Linked DNA regions of Xenopus laevis: region 2 is linked to region 1. Evidence: chromatin contacts called from public Hi-C data. All regions are on one chromosome and are shown on one strand. The core of a region is the stretch at or near the end of the contact, and the rest is flanking DNA. Distances in the headings are between cores, read along the strand shown. Region 1 holds the start of LOC108718775 (MAGUK p55 subfamily member 7). Region 2 overlaps LOC108718775 (MAGUK p55 subfamily member 7).

What was found. Hi-C and Micro-C count contacts between places; a contact is called where the count stands out from the background.
Region 2: a Hi-C map of the XL177 cell line shows a contact between it and region 1, with 4 times the contacts expected there. The contact joins the enhancer-like site here to the promoter of LOC108718775 in region 1. A contact is called at or near these places in 2 of 4 Hi-C or Micro-C datasets (the XL177 cell line and animal cap).

The regions. Positions count from the first base shown.
Region 1 is chr6L:23,507,535-23,512,308 of Xenopus_laevis_v10.1, reverse strand. It overlaps LOC108718775 (MAGUK p55 subfamily member 7), which reads right to left and starts at 2,883. Exons shown (of 22, transcript XM_041565833.1): 1 at 2,686-2,883.
Region 2 is chr6L:23,559,218-23,563,991 of Xenopus_laevis_v10.1, reverse strand. The region is part of intron 3 of LOC108718775 (MAGUK p55 subfamily member 7); the gene reads right to left. Among protein-coding and RNA genes, the nearest start is that of LOC108718775, 52 kb to the right of the region's middle. Within about 2 kb of position 1,866, at least 1 of the 7 cell types and tissues checked has an H3K27ac peak or open chromatin away from gene starts, as enhancers often do.

The sequences.
Region 1 (4,774 bases), core at 1,634-4,133:
CTTTTCTGAAGAGGAGTGCAAGTGGAGTTTCGGTAAGTTATTTATTAATACAGACTTAAGGTGGCCATAGACGCACAGATAATATCGTGAGAAACAAATTTTTTGTACGATATTCGGTGCATGTATGATGGAAAAAGAGCCGACCGATATCGGCAGAAGACTTGGATATTGGTCGGCTCGTCGATCGGGCTGGATGGAAAATTTTGATCGGGTGCCTTGAAGGGACCTGAACATCGGCCATTGTTAGTGATGAATCGTAGAATTCTATTGTTTCTATCTGTATATCTGACGATTCAGCTCTACACGTGTGTATTGAAACGAACGATCTTTCTTGGAAAGATCGTTTCCAAGAAAGATCGTAATTGTTACGTCTACGGCCACCTTAAGGTGCAACAATTCTAGGACTCACAGAGAAAAAGTTTTGGGTAGAAAGAGTGGGATTTATAATTATCATAAACACATGATATGGTAGGATATGGATTTACAGGTATGGGGTCTGTTATCCAGAATGCTCATGGGGGTTTTTCCGAATAACAGATCTTTCTGCAATTAGGATCATCATACCTTATGTCTACTAGAAAACCATGTAAACATTAAGGGGGTTATTTATCAAAGGTCACGTTTTAGAGGTTTTTTATACCTCAAATGAACTCACAACTCAAACGTTTTTTAATGCATATAAAAAAACTCAATTGTAAAGAATTGAATCGGTAAATTTGCGGTGAAAAACTTGTATTAATTGAGTTTTCTGCTAAAAAAAACCTAGATATCGCTCAAATTATTCGAGCGAAACCCACCGAAAAAAACCCCCGTACATCATGAAGGCTACAAACATCTTAAGATGGTTGAAATGACCTCTACCATTGACTTCTACATGACCTGGAGTATTTTCTGATTTGAGCTCGTTTTTCTAAACACTATATGAGACCTGTACAGCCAATAACGTTATTATAAACATTGTATGAGACCTATATCACACTGTATAAGACCTTTAAAGCAAATACTATAACACAATACTCATTGAGGTATGACTGGAAGCACTGTCATTTTCTAAATGGTATGAAACAAGTGAGGCTGATAAGGATCACCATCAAAACTGCATGAGAACATTAGGGCTGTTGTCACTATATTCTGTATGATATATAGGCAGCAGCAATACAGTATTATTCTAACTGCATGAGACCTCTCTAGTGTTATTACCCAAGCAATGCTGTAGCTATTATTATTATTATTATCAATATTATTATCAATAGGATATTGTGATAGGATATTTTAGAAGTGCTGAGAGTATTATTATCCATAGTGCATTAGAGCATTATAGCTCAGAGCATTAATATTACGCAGACTGTATAAAACCCTGTACAGATGCTACTATTACTATTATACATACAGTATGAGACATATACAGGCAACATCCTTAGCCAAACCGTTAAAGGCCTATATGAATGGTAGCATTATTATCCATTCTGTATTAGACACATACATTAGACGAGGCAAATTGTACAAGACAAAGCAGTGTTATTATATAGATTGTAAACACATACAATCAGATATGACGATCCAAACATTATGAGGCAAACATGGCTGATAGGATTGTTGTTTGTGTGTTGTATATACAGCAGATAATGATTACAGCTATGGGAACGGTTATTCAGAATGCTTGTGACCTGGGGTTTTCCAGATAATGGAACTTTTCTGTAATTCTGATCTTCATACGACTAAAAAAGAAAAATCAATTAAACATTAAATAAACCCGATAGGCTGATTTTGCTTCCAATAAGGATTAATTATATCCTAGTTGGGATCAAGTACAAGCTACTGTTTTATTATTACAGATAAAAAGGAAATCATTTTTGAAAATTTGGATTATTTGGATAAAATTAAATCTATGGGAGATGGCCTTCCCATTATTCGGACCTTTTCCTGATAACAGAACCCATGGCTATATAAACATTATGTAATCTAAACTATATAAAGCAAACTAAGGGAGTTCTTATCAAAACCTATAAGACATGTATAGTTGGTAGCATTACTATAACGTATACAAGTGATATCATTACTGTTGCCCATACTGTATGAGGAATGTACTGCTGATATAATAACTGTACTTTATTATTATTATAATCCCTACTGTACAAGTACTATATAGTTGAGAGCTAATGTAATATCCTGTAAATTGGAGGCTATATATAGTAAATGAAGTAAAGTATAAAGGATATTGTAAAACATCACTTATAACTGATGACATCACTAAGAACTGTTTAAAGGGATTTAATTTACAGGATCTTCATGGCTTTTGTTATATAGCACAGGCATGGGATCTGTTAAACATAAACCCATTATCGATAAATACTACAATGCCATTTTCTTAAAGCATGCTCTTCCCAATCATGGAATTCCCCCTTATCCGGAAGGCCAGGTAACAATGATTCCGGATAACAGATCCCATGGCTGTGCTATTCCTATGCAGCCTGTAGGGCTATTAACATGAATTATTGTCCATAACGAGCTGCCCCGTGCTGTCTGTAGTGTAGCAGCGATGCACAGAATGTATGAGCCATTACATTGAAATGAATGTGAAGCAGACACAGGGTTGAGATAAGGTAATCGATCCCTCACGCCTCTATACTCCCCGGGATACAGAGAACCTGACACTTTCACCCCTGCCCCTTTATAAGCCGCAACCTCGTTAACTCATCGGGAAGCCAGATTCCACCGAGCGCCGCCAATCCCCAGCCAGGAGCCCGCGACAGAACACAATCACAAACCGCAGCTCACACGGACACCAACACACACGCAGCGTCACTCCCTCTGTTCCGCCCACCTGTCGTGTCACCGCCAACAACAACACGCCCTTTACTCAAGGCCGCACCCTCTGTACTGCGCTACTCGCTGGTCTCCAAGGCCACGCCCACTCGCAACGTCACGGCGCCCTTGCCTATGTTCTCTGGTTACAGAACCATCTAAAGCTGAGTTGCAAGGTCTAGGTGTGTGGGAGCAGGTCAGGTTTCACCTGGTGCCCGGGTGATGATACCACGCCTCAATCGCGTAATATTGTGACGAAATAAACGTGTATTCGTAGTTCTGCGTCACACAATACCGGGAAATAAACAATTTCAAAGGGAAAGCACGACATTCAGTGATATCACATGAGTATAGATAATACAGTGAATAAAGTACCCCATCTTGTAAAATATTAGGATATTATAAGTTACCGAGGAGTTTCATGACCATATAAAACATGAGGCTGAAGGCTGAGTGTTTTTATACAGGTCATGGAACTCCGAGGTGACTTCTAATATCCTCATATTTTGCAACTGGTGAGACTTTATTTATTATAATACACAAGTTTTAGTGAGTCATGTGACAGAAATGACATCAGAACTATAACTGATGACATTAGATGACATTAGAACTCACCGTTTATAAGGATATCATTTACAAGATATTTATGGCTTTTGTGTATTATCAACCGGTACTGGTAATGTGGAGTGGTATTAAATAACATTTTAGCGTTTACCAGCGTTTATCCTATAGGGAAAAGTGGACCCCTATTAGCCTTGGTGCAAAACTGGGTACAACTAGGGTTGCCAGCTTTTCTGGAAAAAAATACAGCTCTTCCTATAATTTTGTGGTTTTTTTCCTATAAATAACGTTGGCATCAAGCAACATTTTTACCAGCCAGGCCAGTAAAATACCGGCCAGGTGGCAACCCTAGGTACAGCTCAATCCACGGCCCACAGATGATAAGATGTACAAGTACCTAAAACTAGAGGGGGGCGGGCTCTGGCGCAGGACGCGCAGCCAGATATCTGAGAGATATTTCACAACACTACAGCAAAATTCTAAGGGTATTTAAAGGGACTTCAGTACTGCGTTCATTGCCCGTTATTTAGTTCGTCTTTGTGAGTTCCTGGGTGCGTTCCTGTTATTGTCTTGTATCTGATTCTTGTTTTGACCCCTGCCTGCCTGACTAATCTGACTTCCGTGATCCTGACCCCTGCCTAGTAACCGACTATTCTGAAATCTGTATTCCGACCCGTGCCCCTCTGCTCGTCCAGAACCCTTAGCTTGTCTCCTCTCTTTATAACACCTGGTGGCATCCAATTAGGCGAGGGTTCCTCCCGAAGTGAAGCTGTTAAAGGCAGAAGCAAGAGCTGAGACCAGGGAGCCTAGCATTGGTTCTGGATTTTGGGTGCCGATAAGGACACTGATATGAGGCTAGATATATAGTCAGTTACCCAGCTGCCCCCAGTCATGTCACTTGTGCTCTGATAAACTTCAGTCACTCTTTACTGCTGTACTGCAAGTTGGGGTGATATCACCCCCCTCCTCCCCCCCCCCAGCAGCCTAACAACAGACCAATGGGAAGGTAACCAGATCTAAGAACAGCACTCAATAGTAAAAATCAAGGTCCCACTGCAACACATTCAGTTACATTAAGTAGGAGAAACAACAGCCTGCCAGATAGCAGTTCCATCCTAAAGTGCTGGCTCTTTCTGAAACCACGGGATCAGGCAAAATGACCTGAGATGGCACCTACACACCAATATTATAAATAAAAAAAAATACACTTGCTGGATCAGGAGTTCAATTTTATATTGTAGGTGAATTATTTTCAGTGTAAACAGCGTCATTTAGAAATAAAACTACACCATAAAAATCATGACAGAATCCCTTTAACAAAAATGTCACAAAGTTATCAAAAAGTATTTTGATATAGTTTTACTTTAAAATGACCCTTATAATGCTTAAACCACCAATGTGATTTTGA
Region 2 (4,774 bases), core at 617-3,116, 53 kb before region 1:
GTTAATTTAAGGTGAACAACAATGGGTTGGTGCAAAGCATCAGAATCCTAGGCCCCATTCTCTGATCACAACATGTACAATATGGTACACGTAATATGGTGGTACACAACTTCTTTAAGTAGCTATTGTCATGCATAACCAGGCAAGCTTGAGAAACCGCTAGTAGGGGCCCAAACTATTGCCACTTATTCCTTGACCTAATAAAGCACAATTTCCCATTGAAATGGGGTGCTGCAGTATTTATGTGGTTATAATTTAAGAAACCCCAGATACTAGGTTTGAATCCCAGTGAACTTCCTATGGCTCTAAACTCAGCAGGAATCACCCCATGGCAGAGGGACTGCAATTAAAAGAGATAGGCGGGCAGAGAGCAGATTTTAAGGGCATGGAATGGGGCACAAGGTGCAGTACAAGAGTGGGGTCATGGTGGTAATCAGTGTCAGACTGGAATGCCAGGGGCCACCAGAAAACCTTAGACCGTGGGCCCACTTTCTAAATCAGGGGTGTAACTACAGAGGAAGCAGACCCTGCGGTTGGAGGGGGCCACAGGAGGTATAGGGACCTCATAAGGGCCTTAAATAATAAGCAATTTCAACATATATTGGTAAAAAAAATATTGGTATATTGGTAAACAATGGACAACCTCTAGTTATGTTGGAGGCCCTAAAATTAATTTGGTTTCAGGCCCAGTAACATCTAGTTACAACACTGTTCCAAACTATTATTTCTCCTCTCCTCACTAAATGGTTAGAAGTAAGAGGGCCATTAACAACTGGGCCCACCGGGAGTTTTCCTGGTATCCCTGTGGGCCAGTCTGACACTGGTGGTAATGCCCAACAATCTCCTGAAAATCTATGCCCACATGATACCCAGCAATCCAAGCTTCAGATGAGCCAAAGACTCCATCATGTGTCCTGCCTGGGCTCATTGTGAACAATTTTAAAAATATTTACTCAGTATCATCTTTGATTTAGTTAATGGTGTCTACATTCAAGAGCACAGGTGGTTTGACATATATTTGTTTCTCTTGGAAGAGCCTTTTATCGGACAATGAATATGCAAGGTCATGGCTCAGAGTGAAGAACAGAAAGAAGTAAGAGCTGCTTCCCACAATGTCTTTTCCCCACTTCCATAAATGCTGCTCATTAGGAGAGCAGGGAAGCAGCAAAGGTATTAAAGCTGCCATCTGTCAGCAGAATCTTGGCCACCGTTCACTGAGCACAACATGTACAATATGTAAAGACACTGGAAGATTTCCACAAAGAAGAGCGAGCCATAAAGCCTCCAAGAGATCGATGGGCAACCATTACTATTTATTATTGAGAGCAGTTAGCAAGTGCACAAATGCTGAGAAAGAACAAGAGCTCAAGAGTTCAACAGGCAAAAACCTAAAACTAGTGATGTTTGTTATGAGAAGAGAGGGGTTGCTCTGTGGCTTTGTCATTGGCTCAGACTTTGCATCAGTTCTTTGTAACCCTGATGTAGGTTGTAATTTGTTTTAATAATAAAATATCAGTTTAGCAATCTGTATATTTCCTTAATGTGGGTATAGTTCATGAAGATGCCTCCAAGGTCAAGTGTCTAGATATTAAATCCACCAAATCTCAGCTCCCCACAGCACTGGTTTCATTTATACATAGTTCCAGAAATATCCTGGGCAGGAAACAAGTGTTAACCTCAATTTTTTTCCAAAATTGACCTTCCAGCTGAGTTTCAGCTATCTCTAATACAAAAATTAGACATTCTCCCCAAATCTCACACTAACTGGTCTTCATCCTCAACCCTTGCCACTGCTCCAAGTCCAACAGTTTGGGAACCACTGCCTTACAGTGTGGCTTAGCCCTGAACAATGACATTCTACCAAAAAGGGATCAAATGCTTTAAATTTCTGGTGGACCTGTAGCAATTGCATGGGCTGGCATTCAGGTAAGGAAATATCCACAAATGATCAGCATAAAATCCTTTATTACTATTAATAATGTGAGATATAATGTGATATTATTATTTAATGTGAGATCTAAATTACAGAGACTGTACTTCTGTCTTTTATTATGTTATAACTATACCATGTCCGAGCTGATGTGCTCCTATATAATTATGACCAAGACCTTGGGATGCGCGTCCAAGTCTCTGATGCACTTCTGTAATTTAATTTCTGTAATGTAACCTTCCCACTGTCCTTGAGGCTTTGCTTTAGATTTAGCACTCTGTAATCTGTAAACCTCACATTTCATATGGGTTTTATAAAATCTTGGATTTGTGCATTTCAAGCTTTATTCCTGTATATTACACATGATGCAGACAAAATACTACAGTGAAGTGCAATCAGAATGGAACCTCAGGAACGGATAAAGGGGAAGTACAGATTCATCAGCACACAATCGTTGCACCAACATAATTCTCTGAGATAGACCCTAATGAGATTGACACTACTTTGGTGTCATTAGGACTTGTTGAGGAAACTAGGCCAAACAATGTTGTTAATTGCTAAATTGTTATTTCCGTTTTATGGCAGGAGAGGGATTGCCCACTCCGTAAATTCTTTAGAAGACAATCTCCTATTATAGTATGGGCATGGGTTTGTTATTTCTTTGTCCCCAACATAAAGGGACAGTCTGTGTAAGCCTCTATTTGCATTGGATGTATAGTATTACAGCGTTTATATGGGCTTTGTTGTCATTTAGTGAAAGGAACCAACATATCCTGAAGTGCAAGCCAAGAATGCCTTTAGCTCTACAACAACTCCCAGCATTGAATGATAACTCAACATACAGACCTACTGTGTATACATATTTACATACATAGCTCCTTGTTGAAGCAATCATTTGAAAGACATGGATTTAGTAACACAATACATTTTATAAACACATTACATATATTCAGCTCAGTAACCAGACTTGCATTTCACCTGGTACCAAATTCATCTCCCAGTACAGGTATAGGCTGGTTATCCAGAATGCTCGAGACCTGGGTTTTTCCGAATAAGGAACGTTCTGGATAACGTGTTTCCAGATAACAGATCCCATACCTGTATTTTCCTAGTGGAAAGCAACTGTATGTGATCACCATGCTGATAAGTAATAATGTTTAAGGGAATAGCCTGGGCCAGTGTTTATACTTCATTATAAATACAATTCCAGAAATTACTTAACAGGTGACTTAGGAGTCACCCCTGTTTTTGTCAGTATCATAATAGCCAGTATGATTTCCTAATTTGTCATTGACAGGTACAACGCACAAATATAGTAAATATAATTATTCTTTCAGATTATTTAGATAAAGAAACAAGCTTTGTGGCTGATGAATAAACAGATATACAGGCACCGGATCTGTTATCTGGAAACTCGTTATGCAGAAAGTTCCTAATTAGGGTAAGGCCATAGAGTCCGTTTTAATGAAATAATTCAAGTTTTCAAAAAGTATCTCCTTTTTCTCTAATAATAAAACAGTAACTTGCACTTGATCCAAACTAAGATACAATTAATCCTAACTGGAGGCAAAACCTATTGGGTTTATTTAATGTTTAAATCATTTTTTGTAATAGACTTAAGCTATGGAGATCCAAATTACAGAAACATTCCTTATATGGAAAACCCCCAGTGCTGGCCATTCTGGATAACAAATTCCCCACCTTTACAGGTATGGGACCTATGTATTTTAGGTCAAGTGCCAAGTCGAACCTTGAGAATGGAACTCCTGCTCAACACCAGCCTGAAGTTTAACAACCCTAATACCTATGCATAAAAGACTGAGCTTGAACACAATGGCAATGTCCACAAACGTGGCTTTTTGTGGTCAGTATATGAGTGAGTCTCTCTAAAGGGCCTGGCTTGAAAGATTATGAGATGGGTGGATAGGAATGAGAAAGTGATTACCATTGACAGGGAAAAGTCCTGCATGAAATGGTCAATTTGTGACCAATGATCTACTTTGCATTCATTGGGTTAAAAATAATGGCAATTCACTCTGGAAATTAACCCAGAACTGGTGCACTTTTGTTTTTTTTTGGGCAGCAGCGAGAAAAAAGAAGAAACCAAAAGAAAATTGCTCCGTGGTGCTCGCTGTAAGAATCCAGGGCTGGAGCAGTTTTCTGCTGATAGGAGCACCAGCCCTGTGTTTCAGGTATGTGCGATCACTTGGGGGTGCCGAACGGTTGGCATCTTCAAGTTAGACAAACTTTTCTTCTCTTTTAATCTCGTTTTCAAAAAGCTCGAATACTACGAACATTTGATTTTTAATGGACCTCCATCTACAGGTGGACTGGCAGGGGCCTTCTCTGACCCCTCACCAAATTTCAGTAAGCATGATACAAGTTATAGATACTATTCTTCAATTGCTGAAGGTGACCATCAAACATATTAATTTTGGCCTTACTGACTTCTTGTTATACAGAAGAACAAAATGCACTAGCCACGTTCAGCACATAATTCTGCCATTAACAAACAAACAATGTAGGTAAGAAAATGAATGGGTAAAAATACCCATATCAGTAACAATGTGCCTAACATAAAGGCCCAGATATTTCATGCAGCTTAACAAACAAACAATGTAGGTAAGAAAATGAATGGGTAAAAATACCCATATCAGTAACAATGTGCCTAACATAAAGGCCCAGATATTTCATGCAGCTCCTGTAGGCATGGTCTTGGATTTCTAAAAGGTTTCTAGAATATTTCCCACCACTCAATACTCGTTAATAGAGTTCTTGCTTCAGAATCCATTAGGCTTAATGAGTAATAATTATCTGAAGCAAGTGCGAGCAAGTGGATGTTTA